Regions from separate parts of the Oryctolagus cuniculus genome. Here region 2 is linked to region 1. The links are chromatin contacts, called in public Hi-C maps. All regions are on one chromosome and are shown on one strand. The core of a region is the stretch at or near the end of the contact, and the rest is flanking DNA. Distances in the headings are between cores, read along the strand shown.

Region 1 (6,307 bases), core at 2,984-5,483:
CAAGGGACTTTAAAGACTGCAAGTGTGGGGGACCAAGGAGCTTATGTGCAAGAGTATAAAAATGGCATTAATGATGTCAGTGGGCCATCCCTGGTAACATGTATACATTTAGGAGTTAACATATATACATTTAGGATCTGGGTTGGTTGGTTGCAACGTATGTTTGTGTTCAGAAGAACATACTCTCTCCCAATTGACAGGAAAGCTTTTTGAAGACAAAAGACACTGAAGGAAATAAAAAGATATGTTTGGGGGGAGCGGGCAGATCTGAAGGAGTCAAAATTTGTGCGAAGACAGGTGTGGGGGTCATCACAGCTTTCACCTCCAAGTCTCTATTCCAGCTAGGTTGTTGCTGACCGAAAATCATTTTCATATGACCATTTGCTGTTTGGTAGTACGCTGGGGATGAGTTATTTAATCCCAGTCCAATTCATGATGGGCAGCTAGCCAATTCACACAAACCACCTTGACAGTCCACACTAATTGGTTTGTCTCCATGGAGCAGCAGGAAATGGAATTGCCCATGGACGTGAATGTCTCCTCCAGCTCCACCACTGCCCCTCCTCTCCCTACTCCCATCCCATCCTCTACCGCAGCACACACCCTCTGCTGGAGTGACTGTGCATTTCAGTAGCTCCCAGGTTTGTTTGCCGACCCATCTTCCTGGGCTTTAAATTTTCTCTAACTATTGATTGATTGATTGATTGTAGAGGAGGAGTGGATAGGAGGTAAGGAAAGTACACTAACTGTCCTTGGGACGTTTTCAGAGTCATTTGTATTTTCAGAGTTGGCTTTATTACCAAGAGTACCGAGAAGGGAAGCTATCTGTGAACAAAGCCAAATGCACTTTAGTTTTTGGAAGGTGAGGGAAACAAATTCCCAGACAAAGATTCATACAGCCTGGAAGTTGCTTCAAAAAGATCTACCAGCCCACAAAACCTTCACCAGCTCGCACAATCCTGTTCAAGAATGCCCGGGAGATACCCAAATAAGGGTACCAGTCTGGGTTTCTGTAACCTTGATGACAGCTGCTTCCTGCGTTCACAGTGGCCCTTCATACCTGCACAGTCATTTCGAGACCACCCCTGCCATCCCAGGCCTAGCTGATTCCCTGGGCAGTTCTGAAGTTCAGGTGTTTGCTGCACCTTAGAGTCTGGGCTGTCTGTTAAATGGGAAGACGTTTACACTTTGCAGCCGTAGCTGTCAAGTTTGTGCTTTGGAGCTGAGTCCTGGCTCTTCTCCTCACCAGCAATGTTACCTTGGGCAGCCACTTAATTCTCTGTGCCTTGCCTCATTTTTTTTTTTTTTTTAATATATGTTTGAGAGATAGAGTTACAGGCACAGAGAGGGAGAGGTGGAGAGAAATATGTCTTCCATCCACTGGTTCACTCCTCAAATGGCTACAACGGCTAGAGCTGGGCTTATCCGAAACCAGGAGCTTCTTCTGGGTCTCCCACGTGGCTACAGCGGACTAAGCACTTGGGCCATCCTCTGCTTTCCCAGGCCATAAGCAGAGAGCTGGATCGGAAGAGGAGCAGCCAGGACGTGAACTGGCACCCAGATGGGATACCAGCACCGCAAGCAGAGGCTCAGCTTACTAAGCCACAGAGCCAGCTCCTGTGCCTCGGTTTTTATTTTCCTTGAGACAGAAATCTTTGCTATTTTATAATTAAAAATTTTCTTTCTAATGATTTCCCATCTGTAATGGTTTAACACATATACGTTTAGGATCTGCATCAGGACGGAAAAACCCATATAATGTTAAGCTGCCTTATATTCTTCCTTTGTTGATGTGACAGTGCTAACCTTTCCCCCACCCAACTGAGGCTACATTAAAGCAACATAACCCAGTAAAAAGATCTGTCCAAATCTGTCCAAATGCATTTCCAGGCAGGCAGTGTGTGCAGACACCCAGTTATTTCCATGGTTTGTGCAGTGAACGCCACCATCTCCTGATAGGTTGAATATTAAGTACAAGCAAGCAAACTTGGATGCGTCACCGTGGTCAGAGAGAAATCACATTACCAGTAGCTATCTGTGTCTGTAGAATGAGGGAGGAAGCAGTGGGTGTGACCTACTCGGCCCTCTGTGGTCCAAGAGGGGCAAAGGAAATAGGGGAAGTTTTCATAAGAGAAGAGAGAAAAGGAAGTTGTTTCTATGTAAACCCTAGAGTGGTTTTGGACTCCGTCATCGCAAGGCCTGGACTCGAAGGAAGGGAAGACGATCCTAGAGACTAAGGGGCAACTGCAGGGCCTCCACAGGACATCCAGGAAAGAGGGAAGTGAAGTTTACAAGGGAGATCAGCAAAGTGAACAAATACACGCCTGGCTCAGCCGTGGCCCTGAGATCCCTCCCTGGCCTTCTGTCATGGAATTCATCTTTGATGCAGAGGACTGAGTGCTGGAGATGTGACCTGCATCAAAGAAACCATGGCTTCTACCCTTTTAAAAAGTGTGCTTTGCTTTGGAGAAGAGGCAGGAAAGTAGGGACTATCTAGACCGTCCTGCAAGATCCATGCAAGGCGAAGTGACCACCAGCTGTTGTCTGGGACTGAATCACTGGATAAGGTCAAGGGCATTCTCAATTCAAGAGCAAAGAAAGGTTTGTGAACCTGTCCCTAGGGCTAGAAACATAAGAAATTGCATTTTTTTTCTTTCTGATTTGTGTGGTTTTCCAACACTTTACTAATTGTTTTTTGCTGAAACCCATTTTTCAGCAAGAGGGTGAATCAGTACAGAGCTGTCAGTGTGGTAAATTCTGAGCAACCTGTTGCCTGTGGAAGAGGTTGGAATAAATTGCGCAGGTGACGGGTTAACTGGCAGCAGAAACCTTTGTGCAACATGTAAAACAACTTCATCTTCGGGAAAATTGGATCCAGGTAGGCAAGGCTGGCAGTGATTTATGCCGACTGCGCTTAGGGCACCTTCTACGCGTACATGAAATATCGCAGAGCCCTCCACGCGGCTTCGCTCCGTGGGCCTTCCTCCTCGGCATGCCTCTCTGAAAGGCCTGAAGGGCCTGCAGGAGCAAGGAGCCAAGATGTGGAGCCATCTGGAGTAGGCACAGGGACACATCTGTTTGAAGCGTCTCAGAGGCACCTGGGTCCTGATTTACTGGCTTCTGCGGAGCCCCCGTCCAGAACCCAGGCTCATGAGGAAGCTGGTGTCTGTGATTGATTTACCCACACCTAGGCTAGGTCTGTCTGGTCTCACACTCAGCGAAAAATTGTGGATTCTTATTGGAAGCACATCAAGTGTCTGCCACCAAAACCCCAAACTATACAAAAATGTAACCAGAAAACTTCAGCATAGCAGTGGAAGACGCAGTGGAAAATGGAGATTTAGGGGTGCTTCTGAGAATGAAGCAGTTGAGAGCACGAACTTAGGAGTTGGGGTGTGCTGGGGTTCCAGTCTGGGCTCTGCAATACCGGGGCTGTGTGACAGAGACAAGTTACTGAACCGCTCTGTGTGCCTGGTTGTCTCACCTGTATAAAGAGGAGGATAGTAATACCCTTCCCTTTTAGGGTGGAGTTGATGAAGTTTGTATTCACACGTCTGGTCTGGGGAATTGTAAATAGAGCCCACAACATTAAGCGCTAAGCCATTGTGGATTTATTTTGTTCCTGTAGGCATCAAAGCCGTGGACACCCGGTGCCGTGTCAGACAAATGCCTTTGGCCTGTTGCTCCCTTCCCTGCCCTTCCTCTGCAACCCCTCTACCACCCCACACTGACTGGCTCATCTCTTACTCCTTGAGTGTGGGCAGTGGTAAGGAGGGTCCCCTGCTGATTGGTTCTCTAGCACCCTCTCTTGGAGGAGGCTCAGTTTCACGGATGCTTCTTCAGAGACAGCTTGCCTGACCACCTCCCACCCATAACCACAGTGATGCCCCCTCACCGTGTTTTGTAACTGCTTCAGCGTCTGTGTCCATAACAGATGCTGTGGGCCGGGGATCACGCCTTGTTTCTGTGCGAGTTCCCAGTGCAGATCTCGTGTCTCATTCCAGCATGCAGTGGGCACTCAGCACCTGCTGGCCCAAAGTTAACAATCAGTCATGACTGATGAATTCCAAGTGGCGTGGGAATGTGTTTCTCTCTCCTGAGCTGGTCAACTTCATGGCTCCTAACCACACTATCTCCACCCCTTTTATTTACATCACAGTAGGAGTGAAAGAGAAGTCAGGGAAATGCTCAAATGCCTCTTTCAGAGATGAGTGCACCCTCGCCATCTGTTATCCTTTTAACTGGTAGGGGCTGTGGAGGAGGAAGGCAGGCCTAGTCTCTTTCTTACCGGGTTGCTTCAGTGGGGACACTTGCCATGTGGAAGTGCCCCATCTACCGGTTGAATTGGGTAACTACATCCTTCAAAAGTTTTCATTGTGTGTAGAGGGGGCAGAGGGTGAGTGCACATGCTCCCATCTACTGGTTCACTCCCTGAAAGCCTGCAGCATTTAGTGGGAGGGGAGTCAGGAGCCAAAAACACAATCTAGCTCTCTCATGGCAGAGAACCAACTGCTTGAGTCATCACCACCTCTTCCCAAGGTTTGCGTTAGTAGGAAGCTGGAAGGTGGAGCCACAGCACAGAGTTGAACCCAGGCACTCCAGTGTGGGATGTGCGTATCGTAACTGCTAGACCAAATATCTGTCCTGCACAGATAATGCTGGCTGTATAATGTCTCTTTAAAGACAGCTGAGACCGTGCTAGGGTTTGGATCATACTTTATTATCTTGCTGGCAACAAAGCCAACCTTGAAGCAGGCTTTGCATACACAGCACGTGTTCTGGCATGGCTAGTACTTAAATTTGTTGCACAGATTCTGTCCTTGGACTTCGCAAATGTGAAGCAACACAATTTCGCAGTAGTGTCCGGGGGATAAGCTTGATAGCGTAACATCTGCATTCACCTTTGCTGTCCCTATATGCTGTACATTGACCAATGTGCGGTATTTGCAGAATTCCTCTTTGTATCTCAGGGAGCCAGGAGCATCTCACCCACTTCTCAATCTTTGCTTAGGGACCGTGGGTTCTTCAGGTAAAATTTCAGGGAGCAGATAGAATCTTCTTGTTTTCCTTTCTCTCTCTCTCTCTCTCTCTCTCTCACACACACACACACACACACACACACCCCTCTAAAAATAGGTGTGTAAATTGCCTATAAGTTTAATAAGTAAGTTGGAGAGGACATAATTTGTCAGTTTACTTAAAGAAACATAATTATTTTTAAGTGACAGACTGGTCCCTTTGTAGATAAATGCTTTATGTCTTAGCTCCCATGCCTGCATCCCGGGTAACTTGTCAATTACCTGGTAGGCACACTTAGCACAGGGTGCTCAGCAGGGCCTGAGGGCTGAGTGGTAGCACTTGGGACATGGCACTGTTGTTTGGCTGCTGCCGTGGTGGGGGTATAGATGTCTATAGGAGCTGTGTCTCTGTGAGGACTCAGCAAAGAGAGAGGCCAGGCCATTTGGAAAATAGCTCAAAATGCCCTGTGTCGAGTTTGGAGAATGTTATAGCCCTCATCCAATAGCTCATGTTGTAGTGAAGTCATGAGTCCTTGTCTGAGAACAGAGCTGCTGCCGCAGGTCTTTGTCCAGCTAAGGTGAGTTCTTTGTGGCCTCCAGCTACTTCACCTTGACCAGAGGCCACTAGCTCAGATGGGCCCAGACACCAGGTGAATGACCTAAGTGAGGCAATCTGCCCGCTCTGGTTTGCCATCAGGGAGCGCAGATCCAGTGTTGCCGGATCTCCCTGTTTTTCTTAAGAATCCTGGCATCTGGGTTTTGACCAGATGTCTCATGATTTGAAAGTGTTGGCAGTTGATTTAAGGCAAATGGCTTAGGTTCAGTATGAGCAAAATGAAACAACCCAGCAAGCAGGATACTGCTTGTAACTCTCCAATTTGTGGTCTCAGCTAGACTGTCCCAGGAAAAGATGAATCGATGTAATATATGTGCTTCCTTCCTTCACAGTGGGCACCATTGGATCACTGATTTATAATGTCGAAACTTGTGAAAAATTGTAAATGTGTGTAATCAAAATACATGCTCAGTAAAACCAGAAACTTCCAAAGTGAAAAAGGAGGTGCTAACAAGCACTTTAGAAGAATGAGCTTACTGGACACGTCTCATTGATGCGTATTTTTCTTCCTGTAGGATAGGTAGAAAAGTCTGGAGCAATTTATGCATATGAACCTGAATGTGAATTTAGGGAGACATTTCGTATCTTTAACTTGTACTACTTTAGAAGGAGTCCGCTAACTTGGATCCATCCACTCACATGACATTGCCCTGGTACCAGGCCCTGTAGACGT
Region 2 (6,493 bases), core at 447-2,946, 570 kb before region 1:
GAGTCTGAAAAGAAAATCTCACAAACATATCTGAACAGTAAGATTCCAAATTGGGTGTTTGGCAGTGGAATATTAAATCACTGTTAATAATAGGTTATTATGCAAGGTGGCACAGGGAATTGCAATGCACACTATTTATCTAATTCTGTTTCAGTACCCATTTATATCTTACAGTGTTTGAAAATAATAACATACCTGCCATTGTAAACAGTTTGTATTTGGGACTTTTAATTTTTAGAGGATCTACTCTTTTTTTATTCTGGCCATTTGTTGACTTACTAAACATTTTATCCATTGTTATCTCTAAGTTTAATTATTTACTGATTAACTACATAATTTGTAATTTATTATAAGTTGCTAATTTACAGATCATTCATTACCTGCTAATTGTTCAATTATCTTTGAATTGGTGCTCATTAATTTACTCAATAAACATTTGTTGAGCTATTGCTAGATAACCAACTCTAGTAGAACAGACACAGAGAAGCCGGAGTAGGGGATTGGGCTTTTCTTGGAAACTGCATATTCTTTAGTTCAAACACATATGTTCGCAGTATCTCTTCATTAACCCAATTCTATTTAGCTCCACTTAAAAAAATTCAGAAGAGGGTAATCTTTAGGAACTTTCATCTGTTACAGTTTTTCTAAAAACAGATAAAATGAAAAAACCTTTCAAAAATCTGGAAATACTTGGAAAAATCAAAATTCAAAAAGTTATCTGAGTCACCAAAATTAGATTTTATATTATATATAATCAAAAATAACATACATACATTACTGCTCATATAGATATTGATATTAAATATTTGAAGGATGAAAGGAGAGATGGCTGAGATACCGGGAGCAAACAAGATTGGAAGAGTTCAATGGGGTTAAATGAAGGGTAGAGATTATCTTGTGATTCCATTGTACCAGTTGTCATATGTAGTACTGGCCAGGTTAAGCAAGCCCAAATGAATGAAACTGTACTAACTGGATGGTTTGTTTTTCACATGGAACAGTTCCTTCTGTTTGGCAGCTGAAACATTCAGCTCAACAAACTAAATGATATTTTATATGAAACCAAATCTTTGTTGTTTGAATCTTCCCAGGTTTAAAGATTACCTTGATTTCAGCCAACTCCCATGGGCATATTAGAGATGTGAAGTGAAAGTGTAGTGTCATTGATTATCTTTTGCCAGAATTTGAGTCATATACTCTGAAAAAAATGTGGATGGCTCTTGGTCTAAATTCTTCCCCTGGTCTGCTTAATTTATTATAATTATGATTATTAATAGTTAATATGATTAATAGTAATACAAGTACAAAGCCCATCACTTCATGTAACTTTTCCTGTAAGTTTTCCCTACATCTGACATTTATATGACAGCACACCATGATTTAGATGAGTCATGATTTAGATGAATCATACAAGTTGCAAAGTACCTCCTTGATTCCACTTCAGTGGTTAAGTATTAACTTATTACTGGAACCACACTTTAAATTGATAAAAAGGAAACCAAGAGTAGATGACTGTTTTTCACTATACCATGAGAGATGTCCCCAAAAACTGTAAAGGGAAATGAGAAGCCATGCTAGATACATGAGAATGTTGAGATACTTTTAATGGAAGATCTGTTTGAGTCATGGAGGCCTTGAGCACTGTTAGTCTGATGCAACCCTCCCTCTAGTCTAGTGCATAGCAGACAGATATCAACATGTGAGCTGCCATTTCCATGCATGGAATGTGCCCCTCAGGGGTTGCTTATTTGGCTTAAGTAGGCAGATTGGATAGCTCACTCTTAAAACACACTTGGAGAAGGAACCAGCTTATCCTGGACAAGAAGATTACTGAAGACTATATAATGAAAGGAACTCTCCTAATTCTTTGAAATACTCAATATGAGTCAGCTTTATGATGTGCTTTGTTTTTTTTAAAGATTATTTATTTGAAAAGCAGAGTTACAGAGAGGGAGAGGCAGATGCAGAGACAGGTCCTCCATCTGCTGGTTCACCTCCCAGATGGCCAAAAGAACTGGAGCTAAGCCAATCCAAGGTGCAGGGACCCAAAGACTTAGACCATCTTCTGCTGCTTGGCCAACCGTGTCAGCAGGGATCTGAATCAGAAGTGAAGAAGCTGGGTCTTGAACCAGTGCCCATATGGGATGCCGGTGCTGCAGGCAGTGGCTTCACACACTATACCACAGCTCCAGCCCCATGGTGTGCTTATCTTGAGCAAAAAGCAGAATCTCCAAATTGTTTAGTTAATAAAAATTTTTCCAATTATAACATTTTGTAAAAAAAAGTATCCTTTCCTTCACATTGTTTTCAGAATATAAATAACTGATTTTTGATGGCAGTCTACACACACTTATACCTTTCAACAGAGTTTATTCTTTTTTAAAAGAAGATTTTATTTATTTGAGAAGTAGAGTTGCAGACAGTGAGAGGGAGAGACAGAGAGAAAGGTTCACTCCCCAATTGGCCGCAGTGGCTGGAGCTGCACCAATCCAAAGCCAGGAGCCAGGAGCTTCTTCCAGTTCTCCCACATGGTTGCAGGGGCCCTGGGACTTGGATCATCTTTTACTGCTTTCCCAGGACATAGCAGAGAGCTGTATCAGAAGAGCAGATGGGACTAGAACCTGTGACATATGAGATGCTGGTGCCGCAGGCAGAGGGATTAACCTACTACGCCACAGCATTGGCCCCTATCTTTATTCTTTTAATAATAGTTTTTCCTGGAGGGTGATTGGACAGGCATGGATGACAATGTGTTTCATTATATGTCTCTAGTTTACAAGAGGTTCCAGTTAAATAATAAAAGATCTTCGAAGGAAGGGGGAAAATATTTTTATGGCATGGCATTTGGCAGAAATTTGGGTTTTTTTTTTCCTTTGTCCCAACCTCTTGTTGCCTTTTGCAGTTGTTCTAAGTTCCTGAAGGGGGAGCTTTCACACAAGCCAACTGTAGGGTACTCGCACTGGTACATGGGCTTTCTGTGGCCACTTCCTTATCTTTCTGGTTCTTCCTGCAAGATCTCCCATTGGTAGATAGGAATTACTATCTTAATTAACATGATAGGAAGTGACAGCCAATCACAATGAATAAAAAAAATCTATTAGGTCATCCTTGGATATCAATTAATCAACTTCCATGTTAGGTATCCCATGATAGGAAAAGAGTCGTATATATCCCCACTGGTCCCCACTAATCAGAAAGCACTGGTGGCTGGGCCTTAGACATGTGTTGCTAAGTAGAGCATTCTTTGTGGATGTAGTAATTCAAACCTACCATCTTCTACTGCTAGATAAGCAAGCACGTTGGGTTCTCTTATGGCTAATGTGAAATGAATGCTCTTATCCTTTAATAAGAGTAATAATAAAGGACTCATGAGGTTTCCCCCTCCCTACCTTAAAATCCTGCCCCTGAAACATACTTCTATTTCAGTGGCAGCATACATATGTGACCTCATTTTAATTTCCAACTTCCTACTTAAAGACTCCCCTTAAAAGAAAGAGAAAAGTTAACAAATGTGCTTGTGTCTTACAAAATTGAAGCTGATTTGGTTTGAGTGCTTTTTTTTCCCAAACAGATGTGAAAAGAGTATTTCTTATTTCTCCTTTTTTTTAAAAAAAATGTTAGATATGATACATTGTTATTAAAATAGAATGTTTGGCAGGTGACAGTTTACTTCAGCTTTCTCATATTATCCTCATAGATCATTTCCTTGTGAGGGGAAGTTGAGACAAAAGCTTCAGAGTAACACTTCTCTTTACGATTCTTGGAAATATAATGCCCCTTCATCAGAAACACAATCTTTTAAAAGAAAACAATTATTCTGTTTCAACTCTCTAAATATAGTGGGAGGATTTCTGTGGAGTATAAATATTTGCAAACTCTTTATGTAAGCATGCTTTAACCAAACACCTGGTAAGTGTTGCACAGTTTATTAACGACTTGCAAAACCTCCAAGTTGGGAAATACAGCTCTGCCATTGTGATCAGTCATTTGGCAGATAGTCAAGACTGACAGCAATTGTTTAACACCTTTTTACCCATTAAGACTCTGATTCACTGAAAACATTAGAGATTTCAGCAGATTTCCCTCCCACCCTCTGACCCTGAACCAAATTGCTCAGTTATCTTCCATAAGGAGTTCTATTATTCTTTCAAATTTCAAGTAATAGAATGTGATTATAGGCAATGTTATAAAATGCATGTTCTGTTGTGTCTACCTAAGCCCCTTTCAAAAACTATGGCTCATTCTTTGCCTTCTTCCTCTGTTTATTGTGCACCTATTATGTTCATGAAACTGGGCTAAGTGCTATAGGACCCAGAGTGAGAGGGGGAAGTAATATGACATATATCTGTCTTTGCAGATCTTAAAATATAGGAAAGGAAAAACACAAGTTAAGTGGCATCTCAAAGCAATCTTCAGTTAATTGTTAAGAGAATTATGTAGGGATTGATGTTTGGCCTAGTTGTTAAGATGCAAGTTAAGACACCTGTATCCCTATCAGGGTGCCTGTGTTCAACACCCAGCTCTGGTTTCTGACTCCAGCTTCCTGTTGATGCTGATTCTAGGAGGCAATGGTGATGGCTCAAGTGACTGGGTTCCTGCCATCCACAGGGGGAACCTGGATTCAGTTCCTGTTTCCCGACTTCAGCCTAACTATTGGGAGCAGATGGGATCTCTCCCTTTTTCACTTCCTATCCTCCTTCTCCCATACCCTCCTCCTTCTTCTCTCTCAAATAAAGAAAGAAAGAGCATGTCAAAAAAAATGCATTCTACAAGAATCCAGCATTGCAGCATAGTGGATAAAGATGCCACCTGTGATACCAGCATCCCATATGGGCACCAGTTCCACTTCTGATCCAGCTCCCTGCTAATGGCCTGGGAAAAGCAGAGATTAATGGCCCAAGTGCCCCGGCCCTTGCCACCCATGTGAGTGACCAGTATCCTGCCTCCTGACTTAGTCTTGGCCCAGCCCTGGCTATTGAGGCCATCTGGAGAATGAACCAATAGCTGCATGATCACTTTCTCTGTGTCTCTCCCTCTCTCTCTGCAACTCTCACTTTCAAATAAATAAATGAATCTTTATTTAAAAAAAGAAGAATCCAGAAGGGAAGGAAGACTATTGTGAGATGGTGTGATCTTGATTGATTCTATGGTTACATGATTTTAGCAAGAATATGAGTAACATGTAGTATTAGCAGAGGCAGAAAAGAGAGTAATAGATATTCAAGAACCAAAGAGCATTGTAAGACAATATAGTAGACTGAATATGCTGTGAGAACTATGGACAGTGTGGGAAACTATAAGATTAGACACAAAAGTATTTTGTTAGGAAAGCACCATAAGATAAAACAAAATAAAAGTTCTCATTGTACTGATTAGCTGTTGCTACTAAAATGGTGCAGCAGGATACATTTGCAACGTAGAAAATGAGCAGCTCAAAACAGTAACTATTAGCTCACAAGTTTGCAGCCTGGAAATTTAGGCTATATTTGATGAGTAGTAATGCTAGATGCAGTTACTTGTCTTGGAGGCAGCTGGCTGTTCATGTATGTAAGACAGTTTGCTGCTATGTTTTGTCTTCCAAAGTGCTGGCCCAGGTACATATTCTCATAGCAAGTGAAGAGAAACCCAATCTTGTTGTTTTTTTAAACCCCTTCTTATGTCACATTTGACGAAAGCAAGTTCCACGGCTGGGTCTGCAGCACCTCCCCATAATGTATATCTTACTCATACATATTGAACAGTTCCTATTGAATCATAATAAAAATACTTTAAAACTTAGTATCTGAAGGGGTCGGTGCTGTGCTGTAGCAGGTAAAGCTGCTACCAGTCCAAGACCTGGTTGTTCCACCTGTGATCCAGCTCTCTGCTATGGCCTGAGAAAGCAGAAGATGGTCCAAGTGTTTGTGCCCGTACACCCACGTGGAAGACCCTGCGGAAGCTCCTGACTCTGAATCGGCACAGTTCCAACTATTGCGGCCATTTGAGGAGTGAACCAGTGGATGGAAGATTTCTCTCTCTGCATCTGCCCCTCTGTGTAACTCTGCCTTTCAAATAAATGAATAAATATTTGTTAAAAAACTTAGTACCTGAAAACAACCATGATTTTATTATATGTCACAAATTCTGGGAGTCAGAGATTCTGGAAGGGCTTAACTGAGCAATTCTTCTGATCTTCCCACTCTCAGTGATACTCAGCTTGTAGATGAACTCATCTAGTCCAAGAGAGCCTCCCTCCCCAGTCTGGTGTTTTTGTCTAGGAGTCTGGACCCAGCTGGATTATCAGGAAGAGTGACTGCACTCCACTCCAACATTATGGGGGCTGAGGGGAATCAAAAGCTTTACATGGCAAAGCCTTTCCCTAGAGCAAATATCTCAGAAGAGTTATATAGAAAATGCATAGTCCTTTCCAATCTAGTTGTGGAATTTATGCAGTAACCTCTGGCATACTCTGTAAGTTGGAATAGTCCCAAATCCTTGCAGACTCCAGGAGTGG

What was found. A called contact is a pair of places that touch in the nucleus more often than the background predicts.
Region 2: a contact with region 1 is called in a Hi-C map of an unstated tissue, with 8 times the contacts expected there. The contact joins two enhancer-like sites. A contact is called at or near these places in 3 of 6 Hi-C or Micro-C datasets (ear pinna, psoas muscle and an unstated tissue).

Annotation. Positions count from the first base shown.
Region 1 is chr6:143,598,392-143,604,698 of mOryCun1.1, reverse strand. All of the region lies in intron 1 of EXT1 (exostosin glycosyltransferase 1), which reads left to right. Among named protein-coding and RNA genes, the nearest start is that of EXT1, 250 kb to the left of the region's middle. Within about 2 kb of position 4,233, at least 1 of the 8 cell types and tissues checked has an H3K27ac peak or open chromatin away from gene starts, as enhancers often do.
Region 2 is chr6:144,164,379-144,170,871 of mOryCun1.1, reverse strand. The region is part of intron 3 of SAMD12 (sterile alpha motif domain containing 12); the gene reads left to right. Among named protein-coding and RNA genes, the nearest start is that of SAMD12, 260 kb to the left of the region's middle. Within about 2 kb of position 1,696, at least 1 of the 8 cell types and tissues checked has an H3K27ac peak or open chromatin away from gene starts, as enhancers often do.